2 separate regions of the Sus scrofa genome follow, and region 2 is linked to region 1. The links are chromatin contacts, called in public HiChIP or PLAC-seq maps. All regions are on one chromosome and are shown on one strand. The core of a region is the stretch at or near the end of the contact, and the rest is flanking DNA. Distances in the headings are between cores, read along the strand shown. Region 1 overlaps NUAK1 (NUAK family SNF1-like kinase 1). Region 2 overlaps LOC106507478 (a long non-coding RNA gene).

Region 1 (2,902 bases), core at 323-2,822:
TATTTAGCTTTAGCAACTGCTGAGCGCTGTGCAGAGTCCAGGTTAAGAGCAGTGGCTTTGGAGTTGGGTTGCCTGAGTTTGGGATACCCCTTACTAATGGCAGTGTTGTAGATAAATTATTCATGTATCCAAGCCTCAGGTTCCTTTTTTTTTTTTTTTTTTTTTTTTACTTTTTAGGGCCGCATATGAAGCATATGGAAATTCCCAGGCTAGGGGTGAAATCAGAGCTGTAGCTGCCGGCCTACGCCACAGCCACAGCAATGCTGGATCCTTAACCCACTAGAGTGAGGCCAGGATCAAACCTGAGTCTTCATGGATACTAGTCGGGTTCGTTATCACTAAGCAACAAAGGGAATTCTATCTGTTCATTTGTTAAATGAGTATTTGCAGAGTAATTACTATGTGCCAGGCCCTGTGACCAGGCCTGAAGAGTCCATGACAAACAGGAGGATTTTAGACACTATATAGTCAGAGCACTGAACTCTTAATATCCAAGGCCCTGCTTACAAGACTGGCCACCCGGGGAACAAATAGAACAGGAAGTCAGCTGCCTGAGGGTGCCGTGGGACCTGGGGCGTGTGGTCAGGCCATGGCTAGAGAATTGGGTTCTGGTCTGAGGGGTGCACATTCTAAGGCCTTCTGTCATCCACCCTGTTAACTTTCTCTGCAGATTCTTCCTGCCACCTGCCCAGAGCTCTCAGAATGAAATGTAGTCTTTACAAGGCCTGGAATGTGAGCCTCTCGCTTGGGGGTTGGGTTCTTTGGTACAGCTTGACCTCTTGGTCCCCTGATGTAGTCCCAGAAGTGATAAGGCACATAGCTTCCTACTGAGTCATAGAATTCCCCAATGGAAGAGAAGAATGGTTCGCATTCTGAAAGCCATTGTGCTGGGAACAATGGGCAGGAGCCCCGGAGAATGGCTCATTTGCATAACGCAATAGGGCAGTGATGCTGGGCCTCTCAGCTCCCATGACCAGGTCCTTCATCTGGGATCCTTGACCAGTATGTAACAGCAGCTATGTGGAGCATTACAAAAAAGTTTTGGTCGTATTTTTTACTTAAGATTCTTAATCCTTAATTTCTGTTCCTGGCATTTGCCAAGGACACACACACACACACCCCTCTTCCCTTTCTCTGGTGCTGTTCCTTCTGCTTCGAACTTCAGGGAATCCTTTAAGGATCTGAGAATCTTAGAGCTTGACAGAACCTTAAAGGTCATTTTCCAACCCCTCAATTGAATGATTATGGCCCAGAAAGTCTAAGTGATGAGCCCAAGCTTGTACACAGTGAACCAGTATGTTGCCACGTCCTTGTTTCCTCGCCATGTGGCACAGTGCCTGTCACACAGTAGGGCTGCTAAGCTGTTGGATTTTGGAGTGAAGGGCAGACAGCCAGGGTTAGAACTCACATGTTTCACTTCCAGGCACATTCTCTTTTCATCATCTCACACCCACTTCCAAGGTTTTTGAAAATGTGTTTCAGCTGCTGCTGGTCTGTCTTCGGCTGGATATGCTCAGCTCTTCCTGACTCAGCATCTTGCTGGAAACATATTTAGAAAGGGCCCTTCTAGCAAAGGCAGGCAGACACATGGCCACAAGCTGGCCTCTGCGTTCAGGAGAGCTCGTGCCGTCAGTGTCTGGACTGGGGGACCACTGACCCTGAAGGTCCATTGCCAACCAGCAGAGGACGAGCAGTGCGGTACCTCTCCAAATGTGGGTCCACCCTCCATATTTCGAGGGTGGAGGGCTTTTGCCAGAAAGCCTTTAAAGATGCTACTGGTTTAAGCTTTTCATATGTCACTGCAGTTTTGGCGTGAGCCCGGGAGTTTGCTCCTCTCCCCTTCCCTGCCTGATGTTGATTCACAGAGAGCACATCTGGCGTCGGGAAGTATTTATCTGGCCACTGCTCGAGGGCGAGGCTTCTAAAAATATTCACACAGTCGGTCGGCAGAAAGAATGAGAGCAATGTGCTTCTTTGGGTTGCATTCCGTACTCTGTGGACAAGCGGCGCGTCTGCTAAAGGAGACACCAAGCGCAGCGTGAATTTGCAATTAATAAAAACGGCCCGATTCACATCCCACTCTCTGGGAGAACGGAATGCCGACAGTTCCCGTCCTGGGCTGCTGTAAAAGTGCTTGACAAGGAGAAGGGGGCCAGGCGCCAGGGTCAGGCGACCTCCACAAAGAGGGCTGGGAATTTGGTGAGCTCCCCGGGCTCAGAGTAAGAGGGACACAGGGGAAATGGCCCGTTGGCCTCGATGACAATGGAAACACCCGCTGGTGTGGATAAGAAGAGCAGCTCTGAATGGCCAGGGCTAAGACACGATGCAACCCCCCGAGGCTTACCAAGACCAAGCGGGGCAGCTCAGGGTGTGTGAATGTGAAGATGCTGCATTCATGCATTAATGAGTCCATTCATTTGTTTGTTCATTTGTGTGTGTGTGTGTGTGTGTGTTACATATATATCCATTCCTGTGCTTATTCACTTGGTGAGTTGAATATCTCCCATGAGCATTATTTATTCGACCACAAATATGTGCTAAGTTCCTACTGTGTACCTGGTCCTGTGCTGGATGCTGGGAATTCGATAGTGAACCAGGTGGCCAGGTCCTTGTCTTCTTGGAGCTCAGAATCTAGCTGTTGTTAAAGTGAGCCGTAATAACGGCCCATGAGAGGAATGCACAGGTAAATGAGGAAAGTAAAGTATCTGCCCTAATGGACATAGGATTCCATTGAGGATGCAAACAATCAACAAGTAAATAAATAATGTAATTCTCTGGTGGTGATGAAATTCCAGGCAGGATGAGGATGGAGAATGAATGGCAGGTGCTATTTTAGTTGGGTGGGTGGGGACGGGGAGGTGGGGAGGTGGTGGTCAGAGAAGCCCCTTTCATAGAACTCAAC
Region 2 (2,700 bases), core at 24-2,523, 190 kb after region 1:
TAAAATCACACAAGAAGTTGAGCAGAGTACTTAGCACATGGTAAGTGCTCAATTGTTAGCTGCTCTCATGAACATAAACCCCCCTCTCCTTTTAGGAAATGCTCTCTATCTTGGGGTGCAAGTATTAGAAAACCTCACCCACGATGGTTTAAATAATCGTGGGGGTTTATCAGTCCATCTAACTGAAGAGTCACAGGGGGCACGAGGGACTTCTGAAAACAGCTGCCCCAGTGGCTCGGCAAGGACCCCAAAGCTCATGACCGTCATTTCTATCCCCTACCTTCTGCAGTGTCCTCTCCATTCCAACGCTAGTCCCCCTCATGAACCAAAGAGGTCTGGAGACAGCAGCCATCCGGCAGGAAAAGGAACCTCTCTCAGACATTCTCTTAAAAGAGCAATTGAATTTCTCCCCAGAAGCCTCCAGAGACGACCTCCTGAATCACACCCACTTGCACTGGATCCTGTGGCCTGAACCAATGATGCTGGCCAGAGAGACATGGGGTGTGATGGTGGCTTCAGCCAATCAGGGCCCACGCCTGGGCGGTGGAGGCAGGTACAACCAGCTGGGTGTAAGTGAGATAAATACCCACACGAAATATTATTTTCAGTGCTACGAAGAAGAAGGAAAAGTGGATCTTTGATGGCCAAACCCAGCAAGTAACCAGTGCTCTGGGACAGCTACATCCGCCGGTTTCCTCCTGAATCCTTACGTACTTTTCTCTAGTCGCCCTGACTCTTCTGTATTATATTCATTCATTCATCATTCTCTTCCCATTAGGAGTGAGATTCTTGAAGGGAGGGTCCATGTCTTACTCACTTTTTGGTCCTCAGCACCTAACACGGACACTGGCATTTGGTAAATGGGCATCAAATGCATCAAAAAAACCCCACAAATAATTGAATGAGGAATGCTTCCTTCTTGCTCAGTGGAAAAATTTATCCCTGCAGCAGCGGGAGTGGAATCCCTGCTAGAGGCTAGGAGTCAATCGGTCTCTATAAATTCCGATCCCAATGCCCGGGATTTCCACCCAACAGATGCTTTTTGCATTGTGCAACACCCAGGCCTGTGGGCTGCCTGAATTCACGTGTTCGCTCCAGCCTTCATCAGTCCACTTCCTGCGAAGAAGCGAGAGCCCGCGGGGCCCCGTGCGAGCTGCAGATGGTTTCCGTTTCATGTTTCAGCCAATAAATGCGAGGGCTCTCTCACAGGCCACTTAATGTGTATCACAGACGTTTCCTTGGACTCACGGTCTCTTCTCCTTCCTCCGGGAACCCAGCGCCTGAATGATCTGCAGACCTGATAGGGACGAAGAGCTGGGCTGAGAACACCAAGAGTCTGAAGGCTCAGCGCCATTCATTTAATTGTGTGACTTGGGGGTGAGCAGCCTGACCTCATGACCTCACATACATCCCAGGCTCTCAGCACAGGTGGGTCTGCCTTGGGGCGGATAGTGCTGCACATCTGGAGAAGCTAACATCTGGATGAACACACCCATGGAATGATGCTGGGATCAGCTGGGACTGGGCCACTGGGTCATTTCTTTTCTTCATACGCCTTTCATTTTACCTTAAACAAAATTTTTTTCAGCACTTTCTGAAAATGAGCAAGGGGCAATTTTAGCAGGGCCAGAAGGGAAAATTGTCTCTGAGTCCTGTTTCATCTTCCAGACTCATCATTACCAGCCAAAGTCATATGAAATTAAAACTGAGGCTTGGCTGGCCACAGCAACAAGCAGAAATCTAAGACTATAATACATAAAACACAACCTCTTACAGAAATAAATATCTGTGCAAAGCCACAGAGCTCAGAAATAGCATTTGGTTCTTCTGCAAAACTACCCCTCCCCTCCCCCCCAACCAGATCAAACCCTAGAGAAAACTGGCTGCGTTCTTGCTACTGTCCCTCCAAATGGAAAAAGAAGGGAGCTGCAGAAAGTGAGCTGAAGGAAAGTGATCTTGGTGTTCTAAGACTGGAAAAATATAAAGGCTGAACATTTGGGCAGAGAAATGCTCTATGTAGAAGGTAAGAATTCAGCGGGAGGACACTGTCAAAATGACAGTGGCACCAGGCTCACCTGGCAATAGGACTTATCCCAGGAGACACTTGCTTCCTCAAAACTGGCCACATTTTGCACTAGAAATTCTTCACTGTGTTCTAAAATAGAACTTGTAAAAAGAAGTTGGAAGTCACTTTTTGTGGTTGTTTTCTAAAAAGCTCTTCTCTCCAAGAGTTATATCTCAAACACTTAGCTTTAAGCAGCAAAAGGTTCAAAATTTATTGGATGTTGATGCAAACTTACAAACCCCCAGGGTTTATAAAAGTGGATTGAGAATACTCAAGAACAGTTTGTCTGCCTAGTGGAATTTCAACATTTCCATTTTTGCTTAACTTTGGAACCAAAGGTTAGGGATGTTACGGCATCAATAGGGCACATCACGTTGGAGCTCATGTCTTATTAGAAAAAAATCTATTTTAGAGAGAAAGATTGGGTTTCTAGTGCTAATAAAACTTGGGGTGGAGTTGTTGGACTTCAGAAATGGTTTGCACATATTGCCAACAGGCACATGAAAAGATACTCATCATGGCTAAATATTAGAGAAATACAAATCAAAACTGCAATGAGGTGTCATCTCACACCAGTCAGAACATCCATCATCAAAAAGTCTACAAATAACTAATGCTGGAGAGGATGTGGAGAA

What was found. HiChIP or PLAC-seq counts read pairs in DNA pulled down with a chosen protein or histone mark.
Region 2: a contact with region 1 is called in an H3K27ac HiChIP or PLAC-seq map of skeletal muscle. The contact joins two enhancer-like sites. A contact is called at or near these places in 1 of 47 Hi-C or Micro-C datasets (liver) and 1 of 2 datasets of contacts at active chromatin or transcription factors (skeletal muscle).

The regions. Positions count from the first base shown.
Region 1 is chr5:14,158,184-14,161,085 of Sscrofa11.1, forward strand. All of the region lies in intron 6 of NUAK1 (NUAK family SNF1-like kinase 1), which reads left to right. Among named protein-coding and RNA genes, the nearest start is that of NUAK1, 70 kb to the left of the region's middle. Within about 2 kb of position 1,573, at least 36 of the 83 cell types and tissues checked have an H3K27ac peak or open chromatin away from gene starts, as enhancers often do. A contact at or near this core is called in skeletal muscle, where this site is marked.
Region 2 is chr5:14,346,293-14,348,992 of Sscrofa11.1, forward strand. All of the region lies in intron 2 of LOC106507478 (a long non-coding RNA gene), which reads right to left. Among named protein-coding and RNA genes, the nearest start is that of NUAK1, 260 kb to the left of the region's middle. Within about 2 kb of position 1,274, at least 10 of the 83 cell types and tissues checked have an H3K27ac peak or open chromatin away from gene starts, as enhancers often do. A contact at or near this core is called in skeletal muscle, where this site is marked.